Regions from separate parts of the Mus musculus genome. Here all the other regions are linked to region 1. The links are chromatin contacts, called in public Hi-C, HiChIP or PLAC-seq and promoter capture Hi-C maps. All regions are on one chromosome and are shown on one strand. Each heading gives the region's core, a stretch centred on a gene start, on an enhancer-like site or on the middle of the called end of the contact. The rest is flanking DNA. Distances are from core to core; before and after follow the strand shown. Region 1 holds the start of Hip1 (huntingtin interacting protein 1). Region 2 holds the start of Dtx2 (deltex 2, E3 ubiquitin ligase). Region 3 overlaps Srrm3 (serine/arginine repetitive matrix 3). Region 4 holds the start of Ywhag (tyrosine 3-monooxygenase/tryptophan 5-monooxygenase activation protein, gamma polypeptide). Region 5 holds the start of Tbl2 (transducin (beta)-like 2). Region 6 holds the start of Fzd9 (frizzled class receptor 9).

Region 1 (4,349 bases), core at 743-3,242:
CACACGGCTCATAACAAGTGTTCTACAGAAGGTAAAACTAGACACTGCCTACCAGTCTTCCTGTTGGGCAACTAGGAAAAATGTTACTTATGGCTGGAAACATTCAAGTGCCTCAATTCTATCACTCTGTATTAAGTTCAAACTAAAAAAAAAAAAAAAAAAAAAAAAAAAAAAACATTTTAAAAGTGATTTTGGGTGTATGTATATGGAGGGGTATTCATGGCACGGCTTGAGTATGGAGGTCAGCAGACAACTTGGACAAGTTGGTTCCCTTCCTGGGATGAAACTCAGGTGGCCAGACTGGTTGGCAGGAGCCTTTACCCCTTAGCCACCTCCGCTGGCCGTAAGCTCAAACTTTTATGTCTAACTTATTGCCTCAGTTTTAAGTCGGATGCTATAAAATAGCTCCAGTTTATTTTCTTCTTTCAGTTTAAAAATAAAAGAGGTTGGGGGGGGATATGAAAACTTTTTTTTCTTTTTTTCTTTTTTTTGGCAACAACGCCCAAGGTTCAAAAGATCTGAGAAATTTAAAAAGCTCCAAACTCTATAGACATTGAGAGGTAAGTGGACGGTGGTCTCTCTTTCCCCTCCCGGGGTACAACTACCCCATTTCCCCCCTCAGACACAAGAAGTGGACCCAGGGGTCTCAGAAACAAGAGGTGGTGTAAAGTCCCCTGGGGTGAAAAGGCTTTCTTCCGAGCAAGGTCCATTTATAGAACACACAGGCCCTCCCTATCTCTTCCATCTTTCCTACTCACAGAACACGACAGGGGACCTGCCTCTGGCTGAAGTCAACTCAGATCTTCAAAGTAGAACTCGGAGAGCCAGAGTAGAAGAAATCTACCGGCCCGGCATCCGCAGTGGGATCCGAGGAGTTGTACTCTCAGAAACAGATTTTACATACAGATGAACTGATGACTACACACCCCGAGCCTCACAACTTGATTCAGTCCGATCAATACAGCATGCATAAAAGCCTGAGGTAAAACTGGATAGTGGCTTTTTGTTGATAACTGCGGTGGAATTTTGGCCATCTGCCCTGGTCAGACCAGACAAATAAGGCAGGCGGTCTGCTTATTAGCTGTCAGGCATATTTTGGAGGGTGAAAGCAAAACCTCAAATCAGGAGTCTGAGTATCACTGGACAGCTTATGCCGGCACGCAAAGCTCTGACAATCCAAGCGCCTCAATTCCTACCCCAGGCTGCGCGTCCCCGTTCCTCCAAACCCCCGGGCCATTTTACAAGTTGGACCACACTTCACATTTCTTACGGTCCTTCCCATCACTCAGACCCCTTTGGCCCAGCCTCTGAGGCCAACAGCTGGGGCTGCTGAGAGCCAAGTTAGAGGCACCGTTGAGCGAGATGCTGGGAAGTGTAGGGAGAGTCAATACTAAAGTAAGGCGACCAGAGCCACCCTTCACACCCCCACCTTGGCGTTCCCACACTTGGCAAAAACCAAGCGACTTCCAAGTGCTTCCCCTATCCAGGAGCACCCTTCCGTCAGTCCCCTTTCAACTCCCTTTAGCCTCCCTTGTGACCCCTGATGGTGCTCACTGAGACCGTCCCCTCAGCCGCAGGAATCTGCAGTTCCCCAGAGTGCACCCCGACCCCTATGCCAGTGGAGATGCCCAGGTAGATCCCGAACCTCCCTGGGACCCGCCTAGTTCCCTACCCCAAAATGATTCCGATCGCAGCCACCTTGCCTAATTCCTTCCCGAGTCTGCAAGTCCCACTCCCTTCCAAGCCTCTCTTGCACCCTGCATCACTCCAAGTGCCCCAGGGATGCCCCAGGGTTCTCGAATCTCACCTGAGTCCGCTCGAAGCTCTCGCGCTCCGCAGCCTCCATCCCAGCACCAACTCCGCGGCGGCTCAACACTTTGGGCAGCGGGTTGGATACCTGCTTCATGGAGCTGGCCATTCGGTCCATGTTGTCTGGGTGAACAGAGTCAGGGGCCCTCGGCCGCCCCGGGATCCCCGCGGAGCCTCCCGCCCCTCCCTACCCGCGGGGATCCGGCGCTAACGGGGACAGATTCCGTCTTCCATTGGTTGACAGCGCTGTCCATCTCCCTCAGAACCCACCCCATGTTTCCAAGAGGCTTTTCCCCACACCCCTCTTCCCACTTCGGAGGCGCTCCGCTCACTTCACCCGCTGCCCGCCTCAGGGCGGTCCGCATACTATGACTGGTCTGAAGGTTTGTCCATTATCATTAGTGGGCAGGACCTGGTGGGCTGCTGTCCTAACCTGCCCCCTAGGCTCCGCCCCATAATCGATGCACCGCCTTCCAGGCCTCTACATGCACTGTCATTGGTCTGAAGACTTATCTGTCAACAGGCTGGCTTGATGGGCTGCCCTAACCTTTTCTTGTTGGCTCCACCCTACATCCGTCACTCTTCCTTTGTTCCCACCCCCCAGGACCATAAAAGCACTATGATTGCTCTGAAGGCTTGTCCGTCATGCTAGTGGGTGGGGCCTGGCTGCCACAGACCAGCCCTTGCTGACTCCACCCTACTTCGAAGCGCCACCTCCTGGGCCCTTCTCTGCTGCGGGTTTCTGAGCAGTAGGACCTGCGGTCCAGCCGGCGCCACGAGTTCCCGAGGGGATGGAAAGGCAGATCAAGGGAAGCATGGCTGCACACCATGCTTCACCGGCTTGCTGGGGAACTCTGCGTCAGTGTGGACCCGCGATGGCGGCCTTAGTGGTCCTCGAAGTCCCCTCCTCGTGCATTCCTTTCTGCCCGTTCTGGAGGACCGTTCTGGAGGGTCCCCAAATACTGGCCTGTGATTGCGAGGATCTCCCCAGAGCTTTCCAAACTTTGCTTCGTTCTCACCTTATCTCGGTAGAAACCCCAACAGATGCTCTTTGTTCAACTATGGTAGGGTCCACTCCTCCCATCCTGTTCTGGGAGCACCTACAGACTGGGAAGTGCTCCTCAGCAAAGAAAAAAGTTACAGGTTCTTCACTAACAGAACTAGTGGCACCGTTAAGCATTAAGCAATTTGATGGTGCTATCCATCTAGCTCTGCAATAGAAGCCAGTACAAGTCTCACTTGTACTAGGCAATGTTTTAATTAATGACAATATCAAACTCACTATGTCGCTGAGTCCCTTGAATCCCTGAGCCTCTTGCCTCTTCCATTCAACTGTTAGGATTATAGGCGTGGGCCTCTAGGCTTGACTTTCCTTTAACGTTTTACACACATTTTGTACCTGTGTGTATGTGTGGGACTGTGTTCATACGGCAGCACTCTGTGGAGGTCAGAAAGCAAATTAGATTCTGTTCTCTACCGTGTGGACCCCAGGATCTGACTTGAGTGATAGGCTTAGTGTAGCAACCTACCCACTGAGTGGTCACACCAGGGATGCTCTTTAAAAACAGTGTTTCAAGACGGGTGGTGATGGTCCACAGCCTTAGTCTCAGCACTCAAGAGGCAGAGGCAGATGGATCTCTGAGTTCAAGGCCAGCCTTGTCTATAGAGTGAGTTCCAGGACAGCCAGTACTGCACACACATGCACACCTACATGCACAAAGATAATATTTCACTAAAAAGTTGAGATTGGCTTTGAACTCCCAGAAATCCTGCCTCAGCCTCTTGAATGCTAGGATTACAGGCATATACCTGTATACAGACTACCCACAGACACCCTCCCCCCAGCCTCCCACACTGAAAGAGATGCGGTTTGCAGGTGTGTCGCACCGTGTGCAAGCACATTCGTGCACCTGTGCACATGGAGATCTGAGGCCGATGTCAGGGGTCATCATCACTCTTGAATCTCGCATTGACTTAGGGTCTCATGGAACTCAGGGTTTGTTGATATGGCTAGCCACACTAGCCTGTTGGCTCTGAAGAGTCTCTGTCTCCCACTTCAGAGGCTGGAATTTCTAGGCGGGCCACACAAACCAGCTGGCCTAGGGTCCCGACTGTGGCGATGTGCACACACACCCTTGCTCGGCAATGGCTTTCACTACTGTGCCATCATCAGAAGAGGAGTTTAATTCGAAGCGGCCAATGACTTTTTCTAAATTAAAGCCTGGGTGAAAGTTCACATTTGATAGAGGCATAAAAGAGGAGTGAGCATTTGCAAGCACCAAGAAGGCTTTTGCTGGGCACAGTGGCATTGTGGGCACCAAGTTACAAAGCCTAGATGAAAGTGGTCCGAGGGAGTAGGAGCAAAAGTAGATTAGAATCTTAGTTAGGGCTCCTATTGCTGTGATAAAACACCATGACCAAAAGCAAGCTGGGGAGGAGAGGGTTTATTTAGCTTACACTTCCACATTGTAGTCCATCAGTGAAGGAAGTCAGGGCAGGAACTCAAAAGGGACAGAAGCCTGGAGGCAGGAGCTGATGCA
Region 2 (4,482 bases), core at 388-2,887, 450 kb after region 1:
ACCCATCCCTGTACAAAAAAAAAAAAATGAGAATAATAAAAAATAGGAGTCCTTATTTGTAAGTTCATGGATGCAAAATGGAAATCAGCAGACAGGAGTCCATTTAAGGCTAGGAGGGCTGGGGATATGCCTGAGTCAGCAGAGAGCTTGCTTAGTGTGCAGGAAGCCCTGGGTAACCCCCCCCCCCCCCCCCCCCGCTCCCCCTGCCTGGTCCTCCTCTATAGCTGGGAACAACAGTACACACCTGCAATCTCAGAAGGTGAGACAGGGGGATTAGTAGTTGCAGGCCATCTCTGAAGCCAGGTGCTAAGACACCCTGTCTCCAAAACAAATAAACAAAAAATCCCCCTACTTCCACTAGGAGGGACTTATGTAGAGCTTTTGGGGACAGACACGTTTTCTTTGGGCTGTGAAGTCATTAAGATCTTTCTGGCTGTATAGATTATACGTGGGTCCTTGGTGGCTACCATCGGCACTAGGAAATGCCAGGTGCCATCCATTCATCAGAAATAATGAGCAAAGCAGCTGTGTCTTATCAGACTGTCCCTCTGCAGTGTCAGATGGAGACCAATTAGCAGAGGCAGGAAGCAACACAATTCTGCCTTTCCAAGCAAAACAGTAGCAAGCACCCCTGCTCCTCAGTGACACTGCTGAGGCCAGGCCTCCTTGACTTCTCTAGCTGTGTTCATCTTTTCTGCTTGGTGAGCCGGGAGCAGGTTCTGGGAATGGAACAGGCTCTGTGAAGTGGAATTTTAAGGACTTCTTTTGCAAATCCAGGGTCTTCTGCCTACTCGATAGATAAGTGCTCTACCACTGAGCCAGGCCAACTTAAGCCAAGGTTTAACTTTTTTTTTTGTTTTTTGTTTTTTGTTTGTTTGTTTGTTTTTCGAGACAGGGTTTCTCTGTGTAGCCCTGGCTGTCCTGGAACTCACTTTGTAGACCAGGCTGGCCTCGAACTCAGAAATCTGCCTGCCTCTGCCTCCTGAGTGCTGGGATTAAAGGCATGCGCCACCACGCCCGGCTTAACATTTTTTAATAGATTCTTTTCTTATTTAAAAATTTTAAATCTATGTTTTTAAAGACTGTGCTTGTAAGCTCAGCAATTAGGAAGCAGAGGCAGGAGGTTCAAGAGTTTAAGAGCAGCCTAGGCTTACATCACAAATTCAAAGCCACTCCGAGGTACATGAGATCCTGGACCCCTTCCACCCCTACAAGTGGACTCTTATAGCTGGGGATTAATTAGTAGTAGAACACTTGTCTACTGTGCTTGCATTAACTTTGATCCTCAACACCACAAAAGGAAAAATCAGGGTTGGCGATAGGGCTCAGAGGGTAAAGGCATTTGCTGACAAGCCTGACACCTTGAGTTCGATCCGTGGAACCCACGTGAAGGTGGACACGGAGAACGGACTCCTAAAGTTGTTCTTTGACCTCTGTAAGTACACCCCCCTCCAGAATATACACACATAATAAAAAGAAATATAAAAATTATTAAAAATCAAATGCATCAGTGATTAGCGAGGGAGTAAGTCAGTAGGAGAAAGAGAAGGCTGGGTACATTTATATCTGCTGGTGTGCTTTGGTTCAGCCCACTCAGCTTCATCAGAACTACATTTCCCAGAAGGCACTGCGTGAGGTGGACATGCGCAGCGCGGTGCTTGGAGGCTGCGACGCCGAGTTTCACTCCGGCTGCCTCCGGCTCGGAGTCGGAGACATACTCGAGGGTTCTTCCCAGGCCGAGCCGGAGCTGAGCCCGGAGGTCGGCGGTCCTCTCAACCTGTTCCTTCTGCTTCCCTCAGACTCGGTGAGCGGGACGGGCGGGCCACCTGCTGGCGCCCAGCCTGGGGTCCCGAGGGTGGGTGGGTGGGTTGAGGAGAGGGGGCTATTGAGCCAAGCTGAGACCGGAAGGGGGCGGTCGTGCGAGGAGGGAGGGCCGTGCCGGCGGGATGGGTGAGTCCTGGGGGCGTTGGGAGCCCTGGGCACCTCGGTACCAGGGTCCTGGAGGCGGGAAGTCGCAGTTGGGACGCTCTGAGCGTTGGGGACTGGGCTGGGTGTGGTAAGAGCCCTATTTTTTGCAGAGACAGGGGTCGCATCCCTGGCAGTTTGAGTCCTACAGGACCTGGAAGAGCAGTGAGGCTATTGCTACCCTGGCTCCCTGAGGGGTCAGTTTCAGTCCTGGAGCGTTTGTGTGTGTGTGGGGGCGTTACATCCAGGCGATAGGGATCCACCACTGTCTGAGAGAGTTGGACTTTGGAGGCGTTTGCCTTTCCATTCTCGGTCTGTGTCAGACTGGGTCTCTGGGGCACTTTGGGGTGTCTCTGTTTTGAAGCTCCGCTTTTCATCCTATCCCTCACACAGCTGCAGGGTTGCCCGCGTTAGCTTTGCCTCCACAGTGGCATGAATGGGAATGTGTTCACAGGCAAGACCTTTAATGAACTCTCTTTTCTCCGTGCCGTCTTAGCCCCTTTAAAATTCTAGAGAGCCCAGCAATGTGTTGCACATTTATAATCCCAGTATTTGGGAGACAAAGGTTTGCGGGTAGCTAAAGCTTGCCTGTGCTTCATCACAAGATACTATATTACATCCCTCTCACTCCCCAAAAGAGTGCTAGCCAGGTGTGGTGATTTATGACTGTAATTTCAGCACTTGTGAGGCAGAAGCTGGAGACTCAGGAGTTCCAGTCCAGCCCTAAGCTATATACTGTGGCCCCTGCTTAAAACAAAACAAAACAAAAAAACCCCCAACAACCCAAAAGTAACAGTTCTGTGATGTAGAGTTCCCAGTAGCCACGAGAATCAGGATTGACTTCAGTTGGTCAAGGTGTCAAGTCTCTTTGCTTATTTTCTGTGTGACTTTGGTCAAATTTTTATCCTCTCTGGTGTGTTGATTTCCTTCATGGACCATCCGTGGGACCGGTTTCTGAAGTCCTCACGCAGACTTTTCTGAGAAAGGGTTTAATTGAGTGGGCTGAGAAAGACTGTCCCTAGCTTCTGCTCCCTGCCCAAGCTGTTGGAAAATAAGCCTGGTAATTTCCAGTTGCCAGCCACAGCACACGGGACCCAACATCTGTGCGCTCATTTTCTCTTGCCGATTCTTCACTGAAGACTTAATCATCTTTTTGGCAAAGGTACCTCGGAATCGGTGTGGCTGAGTCAGCAAGGCCTCAGATTTGCCGGGTTCTTGTTTGCTGTTCCTATCAAGATGGGAGCTCAGACAAGTTATTGCTTCTGAGGATCTGGTGCTTTCATCAAGAAGGGACAGTTTGGTGCCAGCTCTTCAGTGAAGAGGAGGTGAGAGCCGCGGGGAAGTTAACCTTGCAGCTTTTGAAATCTGGTGTTCCAAGGAGAAGGTGGGTGTGGACCCTGAAGGGAGATGGCTCAGTCCATACAGTGCTTGCCTGGCGAGCAGGAGGGTCCAGATTTGCTCTCCAGAACCAAGGTAAAAAGCCTGGCATGGTGGCATGTACCTGCACTTTTAATGCTAGGGAGGAGACAGGTGAATCCCTGGGGTTTGCTAGTCAGCCAGCCAGCCACGTATTTGGTGAGTGAGCAAGGTTGATAGCACCTGAGGAACTGCAATCCAGGCTGTCCCCTAGCCTGCGGGAACACCCATGCATCTGTGCACACACACACACACACACACACACGCTTTATGGACGGTGGGATTCTGGGGTTCCAGGAGTGAGATGAGGCCCAGGAGTGGATTGTTGATTGCCAGATGTTGCAAATAAATTCACGTGGCCCCTTGCCAGCACAGCCTCTGTCTAACCAGTCTCAGAGGATGCGCCATCCTACCTTAGACATCCTTTATGGGCTGGGAGCAGCTTTGGCAAAGTGCTTAGCCAGCATACAAGACCTGAGTTCAAGCCCCAGCACTTCAGAACATTTATTTTTTATTATTACTTAAAAAAAACGAAACATGCATTTGTTGTGTGCGCATGTGTGGAGGTGACAGGGCACTTTGCAGGAGTCACTTCCCTCCACCAGGTGAGTTCTGGAGATCTAAGTCAGGTGATCAGGATTGGCAGTAAGTGCCTTTACCTGCCAAGCCATCTGACTGGCCCCTCCCAATTCTATTTAATTTTTTAAAAAAGAAATAACACTTTATTTCCTGGCTGCACAAACCTGACCACCTGAGTTCTGTCCCTGGATCTCATAGTGGAAGGAGAGACGGGATTCCTGAAAGCCATCCCCCCTCCCCCAGCTTCTTCACCCTTCCGTTTCAAACACAAGTCCATACTCACACTATAATAATAAATTAAAAGAAAATATGCCTAGTAAGGTGATGGATGCCTGCCATCCCACACTTGGGAGACTTAGGCAGAACTGCAAGTTTGAGGTTAGCCTGGGTATGTAGCCAGTTCACCCTTGCATGGTGTTATAAGTTGTAATCCCAGCATTCAATAAACTGAGGCAAGAGGATCATGAGTTTGGGGCTATCCTGGGATATGCAGTGAATTCTAACCCAGCCTGGGCTACACAG
Region 3 (4,392 bases), core at 291-2,790, 300 kb after region 1:
AGAATTAAAACTTTTTACAGTTTGTACGATGAGCTTAATAATAAACAGAATTAAGAAGAGAAGGGGCGGGGGCTGGAGAGATGGCTCAGTGGTTACAAGCACTGACTGCTCTTGCAGAGGTCCTAAGTTCAATTCCCAGCAACCACATGGTAGCTCACAACTGTCCACAATGAGATCTGATGCCCTCTTCTGGTGTGTCTGAGGACAGTGACAGTGTAGTTATAAATTAAATAAAGAGAGAGAAGAAGGAGGGGAGGGAGGAAGAAAGGGAGGGGAAGGAAGGGAAAGGAGAGTACTGAATGAAAGCAGAAGGTGGGTGGAGAGGCTTGGGGAGGGGAGAAGAGGAGGGGGCAGAGAGGCGTGGGGGGAGCGGGAAGGGAGGGGGAAGGAGAGGGTTCATTGAGATAGAATAAAAACCTACGAAAAGTAGACGCCACTGGAGTGTGCGAGGGCTGGAGAGCAGGCGAAGTGCCCTGAGGAGAGACCTGAGGTGGCCGTGAAATCCTTATGCTCCCTCCTCCCCACAGGTACTCAGAGGAGGAGATCCGGCAGAAGGTCGGGACCTTCCGGCAGATGCTGATGGAGAAGGAAGGCGTACTGACCCGGGAGGACCGGCCTGGGGCCCACATGTGAGCATTTGCCTGAGTGACAGTAAGGGAGGGTGCATCTCACACTGCAACTGGATGGGGACGAAGGGGAGGGCTTGTCCCAATGCACCATTAGAAGATAGGCTAAGTAAAGGAGATTTCATGAACTCTGCCCCCTGGAAGCTCTGGCCTGGCCTGGAGTACAGGGTGTGCACAACTGAGGATCCCTGAGGGCCATTTGCTGCCCACCTGGTTCCTGTCTATGGGCTACAAGGCAGGGGACTTCAGAAATGTTCAGACTCCCAATATTGCAACCAAATGACAGTATGACCACAGGCAAGCTACAAGTTAGTCAGTGGGTCGGTTATTTTTACCTGTAAAATGAACTCCAGGATAAGCATGTGATGTGTCCTAGATTGTACAAAGCCAAATGTGAATGTGCTGGGGGTGTGGCTCAGTGGTAGAGCCCCTGCCTAGAATCCCCCAGGGAGAGGCTGGGGGCGTGGCTCAGTGGTAGAGCCCCTGCCTAGAATCCCCCAGTGAGGGGTTGGAGTGTGGCTCAGTGGTAGAGTCCCTGCCTAGAATCCCCCAGTGAGGGGCTGGGGTGTGGCTCAGTGGTAGAGCCCCTGCCTAGAATCCCCCAGGGAGGGGCTGGGGGCGTGGCTCAGTGGTAGAGCCCCACTGCTGGGGGCAGTGAGGGGGTGCTGGTGTTTGGTGGTAGAGTGTTTGCCTTGAACCCTCCAGCATGACTCTGGGGCTCAGCCTTAGAGTACTTACAGTCCTAAATGCAAGCCCCAGCACAGGAGAAAAAACTGTGTAGGAAATGGAGCGGGCTGAATTGGAGAAATGGCAAAGGGTAGCCCAGTGCTCTGCCTGACAATGTACTCAGCAAATCCTACAGGACACATTCAGAGGGTGTCCACCTCGCTGACGAACTCTTCCCCAGTCAGCACTGAGGCTGTGAGAGAAGCTGGAGTAAGACTCCTGGCCTTTCTCTCAGCCGTGGGCCCTGCTCAGCAGCAGACACCTTCCTGAATCTCCAGACTTCTGTCCACTTTTGTTTCACAAAAACCTAATCAATGATTTTAGCTTCAGAGACAGGAAGATTGTTATGCTACACAGTGAGTTCAAGACCAACCTGGGATATACAAAAAGACTCTGTCTCAATCAAAAGAAAACACTCTCCAAGGCTCTATGAGCAGCTGGTGGCTGCTAGGAAAGAAACATTTTTTTAAACATTTATTTACTTATTGTATGTGCACGTGTGTGACCGTGAGTTAGTGTACATGCATGCCAGGGTGTGCATGTGGAGGGCAGAAAATAACTTCTGGGAATTAATTTTCTCCTTCTACCGTGTGGTGGTTACAGATTGGACTGACGTCATCCGACTTGGCAGCAAGTGCCTTTACCCACTGATTCATCTTGGTGACCCATGGGGGAAAACCATTTTCTTTAGTGGATGAGCCATTGTTAAGTTATTCTGCAAATAACTCTCTCTTGGTCCTGTGTGAACCTTAATAAAACACATTGGGTCAAAAAAAGAAAAAAAAAAAAGACATCAGATTCTGGCGAGATGGCTCCTCAGTTAAGAGCCATAACTGCTCTGCAGACCAGAGGTCAGTTGCCAGCTTCCTTGTTGCACTGCCCACAACTGTCTGGAACTCCAACTACAGGAGATCCAAAGTCTTCTGGTCTCAGGATCCTGCACACGTGTGTCGTGCATTCATACACAAACACACAATCACATACATGCACGTAAATAAAAATGGCAAATGTTTTTAAATAGTTTCTAAGGCAGGGTGGTGGTGGTGCCTACCTTTAATTCCAGCACTTGGGAGGCAGAGGCAGGTGGATCTTTGTGAGTCTGAGATCAGCCTGGTTTGTGGAGCAAGTTCTAGGACAGCCAAGGTTGTTACACAGAGAAACCCTGACAAAAGAGAGAGAGAGGAAGAGAGAGAGAGAGAGAGAGAGAGAGAGAGAGAGAGAGAGGAAGAAAGAGAGAGAGAGAAGGAAAGAAAGAGAATGATAACAGTGATTTTGTGTGTGTGTGTGTGTGTGTGTGTGTGTGTGTGTGTGTGTGTGTGTGATGTATCCCAAGATGGCCTGGTTTGCTATGTAATTGAGGATAACCTTGAACTTCTTTTATTCCTTTTTAAAACAAAAGACAAAAAACCAGTTTGACCCATATCTTTAATCTCAGCACTCAGGAGGCAGATGCAGGCAAGACCAGTCTGGTCTACCTAGGGAGTTCCAGGATAACCAGAGCTACATAGTGAGACCCTATCGAGAGAGAGAGAGACAGACAGACAGACAGAGAGTCAGAGAGACAGAGACAGAGGCACAAAGACACACAGAGAGAGACAGAGACAGAGAGAACATGAACATGAGCAGATACCCACGGAAGCCAGAAGGGAGCATTAGATTCCCTGAAACTGGAATTGCAGCCATTTGCCATGAATGCTAGGAGCCAAACTCAGTCCTCTGCAAGAACAGCAAGTGCTCTTAACCACCAAGCCATCTTTCTAGCCTGACTTTGAACTTGTGATCCCCCTGCCTTCACCTTCAGAGTGTTGGGATTGCAAGTATACACTATCATGCTCAGTGTATGCCACGCTGGGAATAGAATACAGGGCCTCATACATGCTAGGCAAACGTATGTTTAATCCATGTGACATTCATTCCCAGCCTGAGAACGGGGTCGTTGCTGGTTATCCTTGTGATCTCTAATACAGTGTGGCTCTCCCAGTTTTTACACAAAGCTTCCGTTTCATCATAAGGGATTTGAACCAAAAGTCTCCAAGTTCATACAATGGCATTAAAGACTGGGTGTGCTGGCACATGCTTGTAATACCAGCACTTGGGAGACAAGAAGTAGGAGTTCAGCACTGTGAGTGGCATGTGGTTCTCAGGGGCTTGCTGGCTGCCAGGTTAGCTCCAGGTTCAGTAAGAGACTCTGACTCAAGAAAATAACAGTGATAGAGCAGGATGCTGTTGTCTCCTCCTACCTCTGCACCCATGCACTTGAGCACCAACACCCCCCTAGACATGTACACATACCCCACAGGCATATACAGCACACACACACACACACACACACACACACACACACACACACACAAACAGCAATACAGGTGTTAATAAAGGAACTACAACAACTATAACCAAGATGTGCGCAGCCTCCCAAAGGCCGGCAGCTATCCGTGGTGCTGAAATCAAGCTTGTTCTTGGGCCTGGCACATACATAGGGGTGAGGCAGGGCTTGTCACAGCCTGGCCACACACTTTCTATGGACCTGGCATCTGAGCCAGTTTTCACATCTTTGATGTATAGGGGAAAGAGACAGATGCTCCGTCCACGTGTCAAAAACTCTAAGTTTAAGGTGAGCACCCTGGCCTCTGGCTCCCTACTGCACCACAGTCCCAGCTGTGACTGGGCAGACCCTTGATTTCCCTAGCTCTTCACAACTTTACATTTAAAATGAAGGTAGGATACCCCCCTCCTAGGCTCATTAGACGAGTCCAATGATAGCTTCTAGGATAGCTTCTAGAATCCTCCATGAAGCGCTGGATGTAGAGTGTTTGCCAAGAATCCACCTCTCCACCCCAGGAAGACTCTGGGGATGTGGCTCGGCTGTAAATCCCTTGCATAGCATGCAGGAGGCCCTGGTTTCTATCCCTAGCATGAGAAAAACATAAATAAATGGTGAAGATTAGTCCCCAGCACACGGCAAATGCACATCACTGACAGGTGGCCACCGCCATCACCTACATGACTCCTGTGCCCAATTGTCTTCAAGAATTGACTC
Region 4 (3,977 bases), core at 300-2,799, 390 kb after region 1:
TTTCTACTGAATTTTGGAATATTGAGCACCTCCCCCCCACCCCCGCTGGCAAACTGGTCCCCAATTCATTAATAAATTGAGAGTAACTGACAAAATGGTGCAACTAGTTAGGATTTTGCATCTCAGACAAAAATGCGACAGTATTCCCTTCTCGTCAGAACGAGGATACATTAGGTCAGAAGAAAAAAAGCCTCGGATACATTTAACAAAAAAAAAAAAAATTCTTTTAAAAAGACTTTTTCCCCTTTAAAATAAATCCTCCCAGCCTCCACCCAGTCTAGGCTCTCTGCAATATGACAAATGCAGAATCTTCTGGAATGACTTGATACTGCCTCCCACCACCGCTTTGTTTGCAGTATCAGATCAGACAGAATATTTTTTTACACTCAAACGAATTTCTGCAGACTCGTGCCTGCAATTAAAAGAGAAACTGCATATCTCAGTCAGTTAACATTCAAAGGCATTATAGTTAACCCTTTGAAATGGAAAATAAATAAAATGAAAAATGAAGATGCTATATAGAGGGCCATGAATGGGAATGCCAGCAACACACATATCCCTCCCTTCCTAACAGACTTGCTTTGGGGAATGGTTAAAAGGAAGCCTTTTGTTAAAAAAAAAAAAAACAAAAAAAAAAACGTGAGAAAGGTGGTTTCGATTTTACATCATTGAGGCTGGGTTTTTTTTTCTTTTTTCTTTTAGGAGAGGGGGTCCTACATTTTTTTTCTTCCCGAAACGTCTTTAAAGGATGTGTCAGTGGGAAAGATTGGGGGGGGGGGTGATGGAGTGGGGAGGCGGCAAACTGGGAGACCTGCTGAGTGAATGGGGAAGGCGCCGCCCAGACACCAGGGAGAGAAAGAGGAACCGCATCCATGCGGTCCCCCCGCCCCCACGCCTAAACTGGGAGGAGGGGAAGTGGGGCACAAAGGATGCGCACGGCCCCCAACTCAGGTCTCTGGACATTCAGGGTCACAGAGAGACCCCCACCCCACAGCAGAAACCAGCCACGCAAGACCCCGCCCCAGCCCCGAACTCGGAGAGGCTGGGAAAGAGGCCGCGTCACCACTCGGGTGCATGAGCCCCCGTCCCCAACCCCTCCAAGGAGTGAGATGGAGAGGTGACCCTATAGTCGTGACAAGACAACATGCCCCTGGAGCATGCCTTCCACGCCGAGGAACGCGGTGTCGGGAGAGGCTGGGGCGAGGCAGGGGGGAGGGGAGGAGACACTCACGTTCTTCATGGCCGCGGCCATATCGTCGTAGCGCTCCGCCTGCTCGGCCAGCCGGGCTTTCTGCACCAGTTGCTCGCGGTCCACCATCTTCACAGGGCTGAAGAGGATCGGCTGGAAAGAAGGAAACCGAAGACCGCCTTGAAGGGCTTCAGGAAAAGAGAGGAGCGGCTTGGAGCTCGTGTGTCGGAGGGACCGACCCACGAAGCAAGCTACTGAGACGAGGAGGAGAAGGAGGCGGCACGAGCTGCGACCGCGGGACCCGGCGCAAGGAGGCTGCGGCTCCAATGCGTGCCGCGGGCGGACAACCCCCTGCGGTCCCGCCCACACGGGTGACGTAAAAGTCACCGCCTACTCGCGCATGCGCGCGCCCCGCCCGGTCCCGCCCGGTCCTGCATTTACTGGGCTTCTCTTCTACTGGAACATTCGCGGTGGCTCTTTGCGATTTTCTCAGTGTATCCCCAGTACTACACTGCTCCCTAATGTGCCCCTTTCTTCACTTTACCGTAAATCCTCAGCTTCATCAAACCCACCTCTCCTTGCCCCCTGGGGGCCTCTCCCCCCCCCTTTTTTTTTTTTTTTTTTTTTTTTTTGCATAGCTTCTGGCGCGTGACCTCCTGGGAATTGTAGTTTGACCTGCAGCAAGCTGAATTACAGAGCAGACCAAGGACAAAGGGGTGGTGGAGACTACATCTCCCAGTGGGCATTGCGCGCAGGCAGAGGCGGACCGGATGGGGGGCAGGGTCTAACCCGCAGCCGCTGGGGACCCCTGGCGGGGAAGCAGTCTACACTAGCCTAAGCGAGTGCTGATTCACGGCCTCGCCCCATAGCCTCTGGGCAGTTGGAAGGAAAGAAAAGGTCAAGGCCTTAGATCTGGACTCTCTGAAACTGAAGTAACTGGTCATGGTGGAGGGGTAGGGGAAAAACACGAATATAAAGTAGGCAGAAGAAGTACAGACACCGTAAATCCAAACTGCCCAACCACCACCATGGAAAAGATGGAAAAGGTGAACCTGTCCTAGAGATGGCCGCGTGAATGATGCAACCCTTGGACAACTGTCTAACACACACCCACCATGGTTGCAGTCTCCAGTGATGCACTTTAACATCGGACTTAACTGGATGAAATCATAGAATGACACATATCCGCCCGGTATATTGCCTATTTTCCCTAAATGGTGTAGCTGCCTGCAGACTGACCCTGGGGGACTCCCTTCTTCCTCTCCAGTGAACTGGACCAACGCCTGCCTGAACGCACACCCGCTATAGTTTTGACTGCGTATTTTATTTTCATTGTGTTTTTATGAGTTGTTTGGTTTGAAGTAGGGTCTTACACTTCTTAAGGTGACTCTAGACGAAGTTCTGGAATTATAGGCATGCACCAACACAATGGCCTTGACTGTAGAGTTTTGCTTCATCCATTCAACACGTTGAGCACCGGCCCAGTTCCAATGACTTTGTACATTAGCACACAACAATACACAAAGCAGACAAAGCACTCGGCTCAAAAAAAAAAAAAAAAAAAAAAAAAGGAGACAACTGTTTGAACCCACAACAAGCAGCTGACTAACTTTTAACATACCAAAGTGAACCTGGCCTCCAGGTTCTCCAGGCCAGCTGGGGCACAGGGGGAGGGGCTGCCCTTTGCCCAGGGGCTCTTCCCTATATAATCCAGACTTTTTGTTTACCCACCCCTTGTTTTGCTCCTTTTGTACCTTTGGCTTCCTGGCTGGTTCCCCTTTCTTCATGGTTCAGGGTCATGACCACTCTGGACTCTTCCAGATGTGTCTGCGTCTGGCTATGCCTCTTTTATATCTTTTTTTTTTTTCCCCGAGACAGGGTTTCTCTGTGTAGCCATGGCTGTCCTGGAACTCACTCTGTAGACCAGGTTGGCCTCGAACCCAGAAATCTGCCTGCCTCTGCCTCCCAAGTGCTGGGATTAAAGGCATGCGCTGCCACCTTGCCCCTTTTTTACCTGTAATAAACTCTCTCCTTAGCCGTACCTTAGGACCACTCATATCCTTTCCTTTCTTTTTTATTAATTTGTTTTACACTCAACAATCAGGATTGGTCTTTAATCCCAGCATCAGGAAGGCAGAGGCAGCCAGATTGCTGGTAATTCCAGCCCAGACAGCATCTCAAAGATGAATGAATGAATGAATGAATGGGAAAAGATGAAAGGCTCAAGAAGTGGCTCCGTGGTTAATCTTGCTGGCTGATCCCCCAGAGAGCCCCAAGTTCGGTCCCTAGCACCCAGTCTACTGGCTTATAACTGCCTGTGATTCTAGCTCTGGAGAATCTGATAGCCTTTTCCAGCCTCATTGGGCACACAAATGTAACAAACACATAAATAAAAATAAATCTTGAAGCCAGGTGTGTGACACAAGCCTTTAATTCCATCACAAAGGAAGCAGAGGTAGGCAGATCTATGAGTTCACGGCCAGCTTGGCCTACAAAGCAAATTCCAGGACAGCCAGGGCTACACAGAGAAACCCTGTCTCGAAAAAACAAAAAAACAAAACAAACCAAAACAAACAAAAGTTTTTAAAAAATCAACCCTGCCAGGTGGTGGCGCATACCTTTAATCCCAGAACTCGGGAGGCAGAGGCAGGCTGAGTTCGAGGCCAGCCTGATCTACAGAGTGAGTTCCAGAACAGCCAGGGCTATACAGAGAAACCCTGTCTATGAAAAAAAAAAAAAAAAATTCAACCTCTGGGCCCAGAGCGAGTAAGGACCAGAGCAAGAGGGA
Region 5 (4,476 bases), core at 1,168-3,667, 400 kb before region 1:
AAAAAAACAAGCTGGGCGTGGTGGCGCATGCCTTTAATCCCAGCACTCGGGAGGCAGAGGCAGGCAGATTTCTGAGTTCGAGGCCAGCCTGGTCTACAGAGTGAGTTCCAGGACAGTCAGGGCTATACAGAGAAACCCTGTCTCGAAAAAAAAAAAAAAAAATCAAATCAAACCAAAAAGTTCCTATAATCCTAGTTTTCAGAAGAGTGAGGAAGGAGGGTTGTCACAAATTTATGGCCAGTCTGGGCTACAATACTGAGACCCTGTTTTAGGACAAAACAAAAATTTTCTCTTTGAGCTGAGATGTCTTAGTGGGTAAAGCATTTACTTTGTATGTAGATTGGAGTTTGGGTATCAGAAACCATCCTAAACACTGGGTGGGTATGTCATGTCAGCCTGCATGAGGGAGAGTAGGAGAAATTGGTTAATCAGAATAGCTGAAATTGTACAATACTGATTTAGCAAGATACCCTGCCCCAATACTCACCATATAAGGTGGAGAGCCATCTGGAAAACCAACAGACATCAATATCTGGCCTCCATACATGTGCTCTCGAGTGCGTGTGCACACGCACACACATCTGAACACATGTAAACTCACACTCATGTATGACATACACACATATATATGTACATATGAAAACACATTTTCTTTTGGAAGTCTCACTGTGTAGCTTTCTCTGGCCTGGAGTATGCTTGAGTACACCAGACTGGCCACAGATTCAAAAGCAATCCACCTGTCTCTGCTTCCCAAGTGCCGGGATTAAAGGAATATGCCCCCACAATTGGTGTAAAACACATACATACTCACAACCTTTTCAGGGACTAGATAATAGCCTCCATTGTAGAGCAGCTGCTTAGCATAATGATTGTCCAAGATTCAATCTCTAGCATGGCCAAAACGTAATTATATCTTTTTCGACATCCCTTTCTCTCTTCAGGCCACCCCCAAATCTAGGTACTTATCACCTCCCTGGAGGATTTTTGCAGCAACTTCCAGTTTATTTTGTAGTTGTTGTTGTGCGTCTCACATAGCTCAGCTTGCCCTGGAACTCGAAATGTATTCTAAGAAAACCTTGAATTTCTGATCTTCCTGCCTCCTACTCCCAAGTGTGGAATTATAGGCTATTACTACTACACCGGGTTTATGGGTTGCTGAAGGAACTCAGCTTTCTGCAAGCTAGTCAAATACTCTTCCAATGGAGTTACATCCCTAGCCACAACATGATTGTAAGTTTTGGTTTTGTTGTTTCTCTCCGCATCGCTGGGGAATCGAACCCACGTTCTTGTACAGAATTAATAAGTGATCTCCCTGGTTTGCTTTCTACCTTCAGTCTTTGTTCAAAATACTCCATGGATTTTGCTCCGGGCCTTCCTATGATAACTAGCGTGGTCTGATGAAACCAGTGTTCTAGGATCTCCAGTTCTTTCCGACCTTTCTAGCCGTTTCTTTTTCTAATATTCACAACCTCTCCACGACACCCTCGCTTTGGGCTTTGCGAGGCTGTCCCATACCAACGGACAGGGCATCTCTCTTCCCCAGCAGCGAAAGCACGGGTCAAATGGGAATAAGAACCTCTGCCCTGCCCCTTGGAAGGATCCAGTTTGGCGATGCTGCAATAAAACTTCTAATAAACGATCAAGATGAGGTGAGAGCTGGACCGTCTGAGTCCGCTACCGAAAAACTTCTTGCAGACAGCTTCAATCAAAGCTGTTCACCGTTGGGCCCCGCCCCTCAAAAACCAGTCCAATAGCCAGGCCTTGCCTCTTCAGGTCAAAAGCTAAGCCCCGCCCCTCATAAACTCAGACGGAAGACCCGGCCCCAAGGGGGATTCAAAAATCCAGGCCCCACCTCTCAGAGCACGTGAGCACTCAAACGCGCGAGGTTCCGCCTCCAGCACGAGCAGCTAAGTCCCGCCCCTCAGGTCGTGTCAACGGCCAGGTCTTGCTCCTCCTAACACTCAGACTACCAGTTCTTCCACCCCAAAAGACGAAAACCGTCAAGATTGGCTCCTCACGACGCCCCAAAGGCCAATCGCCGCTCCACAGTACTTGCAACTGTCCCCAGTCCCTCCAAGCGCGCCAACGGACAGGCCCTGCCCCACAGGGAACGGAACCTTCTGGCCCGCCCCTCGAGGCGCGCACGTCCCAGGCTCCGCCCTTATAGAGTTCCAACTGCCAGGCCCCGCCTCACAGCGCCCGCTAACGGCCAGGCCCCGCCCTCAAGGCGCTCAAGAGGCCAACCTCCGCCCTGCAGAGCGCTCCAACGGCCAGGTCGCTTCCCATAGGGCATCGTAACGACTAGGTCCCGCCTTCCGAGGTGCGCTTGGGACCAAGCCACGCCCCAAAGAGGCCAACGCTGGCCAGCCCCGCCCCTCGAGGCGCGCCAACTGTCCTCCCCCGCCCCCTCGTGCGCCGAGACGTGAGGACGCCGGCGTCGTAGGCTGAGGTGGCAGCTGTCCCGCAGTCATGGAGCTGCCGCAGATGCCGGAGCTGATGGGGTTGTCCCTCCTGGTGGGTCTGCTGGCCTTGGTGGCCACGGCGGCTGTGGCGCGGGGCTGGCTGCGGGCCGAGGAGAAGCCCAGCCAGCCCGTCTGTAAGTATACCGGGTCGGGTGGCGGTGACTCTGGGGACTTTGCTCCCGGCCGCCGCGTGGTACGAGGAGCGTGGAGAGTCACGGACCTCAGTTTCCCTGGTTGTGAGATGAACTTTCCCGTGTAGGTTTCGGGTTGCAGGTGCACCCCAGGGACAAGATTCTTTGGAACCTGGGAGCTGCGCTGCTACGTGGTCGGTGACTTTTCCTGGGACACCTCCCACCACCACCACCACCTATGTCCCCGGAGCTGCTACGAAAGCTCAGTCAGACCCCAGGTTTGCTATGTGTTCGTGTTCTTAGAAAATGGGGGTCATTTGAAAATACTCTTCAGCCAACTCTGACCGGCAGGAACGTTTTCTGAACTCCTGTTACCTATACCTAGCTTCGAGGTCTTTTTAATACGTTCAGTAACCGAGAAGCTTGTAAAAGTGTGGTCTACACTGTAGATCTAAATTGTAAGCATCTGAAAAGGCAAGCGAAATAGACATTGTATTAAATTTCACAAAGGAGTTAATACTATAAAAGGATCGAGAGTATGAATGGTCTTGCTGCTTTTATTTATTTATTTTTTAGGGAATAAAAGTTGGGGATTCCGGGAACTCTTCAGAGAGGGTAGGGAACCCATTGTGAGTTTCTGAGACATGGTTTCACAATGTTGTCCAAACTGGCCTTGAGCTCTGGTTATTACTGCCTCAGTCTCGGGAGCATTGGAGTATACAAGTGTGTGTGTGCTCCCCATACCTAGCCTTGTGAGGTGCTGGGTAGGTGAAACCCAGAGGCTCAAGCAAGTGCTGTTCCACGGATCTACACCCCCAAATCTGTGATGTGAGTTGTTCAGGGATGCCAGTGTAGGATTTTGCCTGGGAGGCCAAGGAAGAAAGAAGGTTCTTTTGTTTGTTTTGTTTTTTCGGGACAGGGTTTTTTTTTTTTGTTGTTGTTGTTGTTGTTGGGTTTTTTTGTTTGTTTGTTTTTGTTTTGGTTTTGGTTTTTTGGTTTTTCGAGACAGGGTTTCTCTGTGTAGCCCTGGCTGTCCTGAAACTCACTTTGTAGACCAGGCTGGCCTCGAACTCAGAAATCCACCTGCCTCTGCCTCCCAAGTGCTGGGATTAAAGGCGTGCGCCACCATCGCCCTGCAAGAAAGACAGTTCTATCAGCAGCAAAACTCAAGAAGACAAGGGATTCCAGAAACACTTGGAGGCTGCTTGGACATGGTGCGGCCATAGACCGCCTGCCTAGGATTCCCCTAGTGAGGGGTCAGGAACAGAGCTCAGGGTTAGAACTCTTGCCTGTGATACCGGAGGCACTGCATTTTATCCCAGTGCTGAAAGAATAGCAGTCCAGCATCTGGTTTAACGCTGAAGGTCACCATGAGCAAGTTCAATAATAAGTTTTAATTCCTGTAAGAATTAGGGAGCATCTACTGCTACCTAACACGTGTCAGCTTGGTGTGTAAACCTAGTTCTCCAAGATATGCTTTCATTTTAATTAACTATTTTTTTTTTTTTTGAGACAGGTTTTCTATATATAGCCCTGGCTGTCAAAGACCCACCCACTTCCCAAGTGCTAGGGTTAAAGGCATATGCCACCACTGCTCTGCTTTCTCTCTTTTAAAAATTTTTTTTCCTGCATATGAGTTCACTGTAGCTGTCTTCAGACACACCAGAAGAGGGCATCAGATCCCATTACAGATAGTTTTGAGCCACCATGTGGTTGCTGGGATTTGAACTCAAGACCTCTGGAAGAACAGTCAGTGCTCTTAACCACTGAGCCATCTCTCCAGCCCCCGCCCCCCTTTCTCTCTTTTGTGCATGTGTGAGAGAGAGAGAGATCCAGGTGGGGCCTTGAACTCACTATGTAGTCAAGCCTGACTCTGAACAACC
Region 6 (4,209 bases), core at 618-3,117, 290 kb before region 1:
GTCAGCTGTCTCTGAAGGGGGGAGGGGAGGGCAAGGAGGGAGCAACCATAACTCACAGCCTAGCCTATGTTCTAGAGGTGTGTGGGGTTCTCCAGAGAGGGGTCTGTCTTAGTCATGTGCAAGACCACCGTGGGGGCTTTGTAGTGGCAGTGGGTACCCCGGCCATAGCCCCCTGGGGTTCGGCAGGCCTTGGCCCGGGCTCGGCCAGCTGCCATTTTTCGGTAGCACAGGCTCTGCCAAGTCTGAAAAGTCTTGGAACTCCATACCCAGACTCCACTGGTGATGCCCACCACCAAGGACATGAAGATTTTGAGCATGAAGACAGCCACAGTGGGCACCGAGCCCCCTGGCAGCGAGCAGTCTCTCCGGCCTCCAGGCACGGTGGCAGCAGTACATGGTTGCTCTGTGGCCCGAAGCCGCCAGAAGTCCATGTTGAGGCGTTCATAAACGTAGCAGACAATGACGCAGGTGGCCGGCACTGTGTAAAGGATGGAAAAGACTCCGATTTTGACCATCAGCTTCTCCAGCTTCTCCGTATTGGTGCCTCCCGTCTTCATGATTTTGCGGATATGGAAGAGAGCCACAAAACCGGTCAGGAGGAAACTGGTACCCAGTACCAGGTAGCAAGATAGGGGTACCAACACAAAGCCAGTGAGGGCTGCCGGGTCCATGCTGGCTACATAGCAGAGCCCAGTCAGTTCATCGCCAGCCACCTTGCGCAGAGTCAGGACCACGATAGTTTTGAGTGCTGGCAGGCCCCACGCTGCCATGTGGAAGTAGCTGCCGTGAGCCTCGATGGCCTCGTGGCCCCATTTTTTGCCTGCAGCCAGGAACCAGGTTAGAGTCAAAACCACCCACCAAAGTGAGCTGGCCATCCCGAAATAATAGAGCAACAGGAAGACCAGGGTGCAGCCTGTGTTTTCCAGACCCTCCTGGATCACATACAGAGCCCCTGCCTCCTGGTCGCATGCCACACTCTGTGCACCTGCCACCGCTCTGATCAGGAAGGCCAAGGAGTAGACATTGTAGCACATAGAAAGGAAGATAATCGGGCGCTCTGGGTACTGGAACCGGTGAGGCTCCAGCAGGAAGGTGAACACGGTGAAGGCCGTGGAGAAGAAACACAACGCGGACCACACAGCCATCCAAACCAGCGCGAAGTCCTTATCGCGCCGAGACCAGAACACCTCGACGCCTGGCCCGCAGCGCGGAGCGCACGAGCGACTCTTCTCCACGTACTGGAACTTCTCGGGGTTGTCGCAGGTGCCACCGCTGCCGGGACCTGGGGCTGAATCTCCCGGTGGCCTCGCGGGCCGAGGTGCCACAGGGAGCATGCCCAGGCCCTTGTGGGGTTCTGTGGGGCCTGCTGTAGCGTTCTCGGGTGCCTCCATACAGAGTGCGTGCGGGTCGTTGCGCGTGGGGAGCCGGGCACAGTCGAGTGAGTCGGGCCAGCCGAAATTGAATTGCTCCATGATGGGGGCGCAGCGCAGGCGAGCCTGCTCGCACATGGGCCGGCAGGCTGGGATGGGAGTGGAGACCTGGTCGGTGCACATTGGGGCGTAGAGCGAGCAGAGGAAGAAGCGCAGGTGGCTGTGGCAGCCGTACTGCACGAGGGGCGAGAACTCGGCCAGCTGCGCCGCCGCCTCGCCCTGCGACGTGTGGCCCAGTAGGTTGGGCATGCGGGTCAGGTTGTAGCCAATGCCCCGGCACATGGGGATCTCCATCGCTTGGCACGGTGCGGGGCCACGGCCACGCTCCGGATCGAAGCGGCCGATCTCCAGCGCCGCGCCGCCCGTCGCCAGCAGCTGCCACAGCAGCAGCGCCCCGCGGAGCAGCGGTGGCACGGCCATCGCCCCGCGGCGCGGCCGCTCGGGCTCACTCGCACCGCTCCATCCCGCGTCCCGGGATCTGCGCGCCACGTCGCGGCTCCCGCGCCATCTCTCGGCCGCCCACGTGTGTCCCGGAGCGCGTGGCGCCTTCGGAGGAACAACCGCTACCACCGCCGTCGCCGCCGCCGCCGATGCCGCCGCCACTCCAGCCAGAGCCGGCGTGGTCTCCGCCGCCAGCCGCCGCGGCTCGGCACCCCGAGGGCGTGGTCAGTAGGAGGACACGCCCAGGGGCGGGGCAGTCCCTCAGGGCACGCCCCCGTCGCGCTTTAAAGGTGCCGCGCCTCTCTGCCACGCTGGAGGCGTGTGGGCAACGTTGTGGGTCAGCTTTTCTTCTCTTCTGCTCATTTCTTTCCCTTCCTTTGCAGACTCGACAGTCCGCGGGAACGCACCTCCCAATGTACTCCCTCGCATCAAGTGCGCCCTTTTCTTCCCAGGTGGGAGGGGACCATCCCAAGCTCTCCAAGCTCCAGGCTAGGGAGTTGCTTGTTCCCCCTCTCCTCTCTTCTTCCCTTAAGGGTGTTTTTGTTGATCCTGTTGTTTTTGAGACAGGGTCTCATATAACCCAGGCTGGCCTCAAGCTCACCTTGAATTCCTGATCCTCCTGCCTCATAAGGGCTGCCACCACATGAGGTTGTTTTTTGTTTTTTTGTTTTTTTGGTTTTTTTTTTATTAATTTATTATATGTAAGTACACTCACTGTAGCTGTCTTCAGACATTCCTGAAGAAGGCATCAGATCTTATTATGGATGGTTGTGAGCCACCATGTGGTTGCTGGGATTTGAACTCAGGACCTTTGGAAGAGCAGTCAGTGCTCTTACCCGCTGAGCCATCTTGCCAGCCCCCCACATGAGTTTTTTCTGCTGTTCATTCTAGGGATGGAACCCAGGCTAGACAAGCCACGTGCCCAGCCCAAGCTGATTTTGTTTTGTTTTCATTATATTTATCACACACACACACATCCTGCCGTTTGTCTGTCTGTGTGTGCGTGTGTGTGCATGTGTGTGTGTGTGTGTGTGTGTGTGTGTGTGACACGCACGAAACTGCATGCAAGCAAGGACAACTTGGGGAGTCAGTACTCTTCTTCTATCACGGGATACCTGCCCCCTGACTCGGGTCATCATGACTGGGATGGGGTGACTACCTTTATACTGAGCCATCTCTCCGGCTCCTCCACTTGTCTGTTTTGTTGTTGCCTTGCTTTGCTTTAAATTTTTAAATTTTCTTATTAATGTGCTTTGCTTGTCTATCTGTATGTGCACCACGTGTGTGCCTGGTACCCTTGGAGGCCCTAAGAAGGCTTTGGAACTGGAGTTGTGAACCTCCATGTGGGTGCTGGGAATCGAACCTAGGTCCTCTGGAGGAGCAACCAGTGATCTCAATTCCTGATCCATTTCTCAAACTCCCCATTTGTTTGTTTTCCAGACTATTTCATGTTGTCCAAGCTGGCCTCACATTCCTTATGTATCAAAGGACTTCTCACCCTCCTACTTCCACCTCCCAAGTGCCTGAGCCAGGTATTTCACAGTGATGATTTCAGCCTCTACTGTGGCCCTACAGGAAAGCCGGAGTCTCTGGTACAAGTCTGAAGGGAAAGCTATACTACTCAGGCTCACACACCTCCTCGGTGTCAGGACTGGCAGGCACATTGTTTCCCTGCTAAAAGTTGCCTGTTACATGCGCGCACACGCGTACACACACACACACACACACACACACACACACACACACACACACACACACACACACACACACACACACACACACACACATACACGGCTTGGCCAATACCCTCCTGCTATATTTAGAGCCGGGATTCAGGAAGAAGCCAGGGCAGCGCTGATGGCCGCAGTGAGAAAATGGGGTGGTCATTTCCTAGTCTCTCGGCTCCCAGAAAGCTGCAGCTCGGCAGGGACAAAGAAAAACATATGTGTCACTGGCATGCACCCAGCCCCCCCCCCCCCGAAAAGACTGGAGAGAAGAGGCTTTGTGAAGATGCAGCCAGCCCTGCACGCCAAACTGAGCCCCTGCGAGTCCCCAGGTTGGGTCTTGCTTCGCGATCCTAAACTCGGGGCTGGGGAGACGGCTTAGGCAGATAGGTGCTTTTTGGGCAAACATGAGGTCGTGAGTTCGGATCCCCAGCACCCACAAACGAAGCCAGGTGGCGTGATACACACCTGTTGATCACACTCCTGGAGAGGAGACAAGAAGATCTCTGAGGGTTCTACCTCAACCCCCCCCCAACCCCCACCTTATGAACCTAGGTCCTCACTTCTCCATTCTTTAAGGTTTTTTTTTTTTTTTTTTTTTTCAAATACCCCAA

The links. Promoter capture Hi-C pulls out the DNA fragments that hold promoters and counts their contacts. A called contact is a pair of places that touch in the nucleus more often than the background predicts. HiChIP or PLAC-seq counts read pairs in DNA pulled down with a chosen protein or histone mark.
Region 2: a contact with region 1 is called in an HNF4G HiChIP or PLAC-seq map of pancreatic cancer cells. The contact joins the promoter of Dtx2 here to the promoter of Hip1 in region 1. A contact is called at or near these places in 2 of 115 datasets of contacts at active chromatin or transcription factors (bone marrow-derived macrophages and pancreatic cancer cells).
Region 3: a promoter capture Hi-C map of the SN4741 cell line shows a contact between it and region 1, with 2.5 times the contacts expected there. The contact joins the enhancer-like site here to the promoter of Hip1 in region 1. A contact is called at or near these places in 12 of 39 promoter capture datasets (the C10 cell line, the HPC-7 cell line, the SN4741 cell line and 6 more), 1 of 15 datasets of contacts at CTCF or cohesin (large pre-B cells), 7 of 484 Hi-C or Micro-C datasets (the 63-12 cell line, the G1E-ER4 cell line, adipose-derived mesenchymal stem cells and 4 more), 4 of 115 datasets of contacts at active chromatin or transcription factors (bone marrow-derived macrophages and embryonic stem cells) and 1 of 9 other capture datasets (embryonic stem cells).
Region 4: a contact with region 1 is called in an H3K4me3 HiChIP or PLAC-seq map of bone marrow-derived macrophages, with 3 times the contacts expected there. The contact joins the promoter of Ywhag here to the promoter of Hip1 in region 1. A contact is called at or near these places in 1 of 39 promoter capture datasets (neural stem cells) and 3 of 115 datasets of contacts at active chromatin or transcription factors (bone marrow-derived macrophages, effector CD8 T cells and memory CD8 T cells).
Region 5: a FOXA1 HiChIP or PLAC-seq map of pancreatic cancer cells shows a contact between it and region 1. The contact joins the promoter of Tbl2 here to the promoter of Hip1 in region 1. A contact is called at or near these places in 1 of 484 Hi-C or Micro-C datasets (muscle stem cells), 2 of 115 datasets of contacts at active chromatin or transcription factors (memory CD8 T cells and pancreatic cancer cells) and 1 of 9 other capture datasets (adipose tissue).
Region 6: a Hi-C map of muscle stem cells shows a contact between it and region 1, with 3 times the contacts expected there. The contact joins the promoter of Fzd9 here to the promoter of Hip1 in region 1. A contact is called at or near these places in 1 of 39 promoter capture datasets (hippocampal neurons), 1 of 484 Hi-C or Micro-C datasets (muscle stem cells) and 1 of 9 other capture datasets (liver).

What each region holds. Positions count from the first base shown.
Region 1 is chr5:135,543,130-135,547,478 of GRCm38.p6, forward strand. Hip1 (huntingtin interacting protein 1) reads right to left here and starts at 1,993. Exons shown (of 31, transcript NM_146001.2): 1 at 1,808-1,993. The coding sequence starts at 1,927.
Region 2 is chr5:135,993,163-135,997,644 of GRCm38.p6, forward strand. It overlaps Dtx2 (deltex 2, E3 ubiquitin ligase), which reads left to right and starts at 1,638. Exons shown (of 11, transcript NM_001256096.1): 1 at 1,638-1,804; 2 at 3,128-3,290.
Region 3 is chr5:135,839,826-135,844,217 of GRCm38.p6, forward strand. It overlaps Srrm3 (serine/arginine repetitive matrix 3), which reads left to right. Exons shown (of 15, transcript NM_021403.3): 3 at 528-629. Among named protein-coding and RNA genes, the nearest start is that of Srrm3, 24 kb to the left of the region's middle. Within about 2 kb of position 1,541, at least 7 of the 459 cell types and tissues checked have an H3K27ac peak or open chromatin away from gene starts, as enhancers often do. A contact at or near this core is called in the SN4741 cell line, where this site is marked.
Region 4 is chr5:135,933,092-135,937,068 of GRCm38.p6, forward strand. Ywhag (tyrosine 3-monooxygenase/tryptophan 5-monooxygenase activation protein, gamma polypeptide) reads right to left here and starts at 1,550. Exons shown (of 2, transcript NM_018871.3): 1 at 1,232-1,550. The coding sequence starts at 1,318. It overlaps Gm40346 (a long non-coding RNA gene), which reads right to left and starts at 1,225. Exons shown (of 2, transcript XR_868594.2): 1 at 1-1,225.
Region 5 is chr5:135,147,269-135,151,744 of GRCm38.p6, forward strand. It overlaps Tbl2 (transducin (beta)-like 2), which reads left to right and starts at 2,418. Exons shown (of 7, transcript NM_013763.3): 1 at 2,418-2,596. The coding sequence starts at 2,470.
Region 6 is chr5:135,249,180-135,253,388 of GRCm38.p6, forward strand. Fzd9 (frizzled class receptor 9) reads right to left here and starts at 1,868. Exons shown (of 1, transcript NM_010246.1): 1 at 1-1,868. The coding sequence starts at 1,850. The coding sequence ends at 72.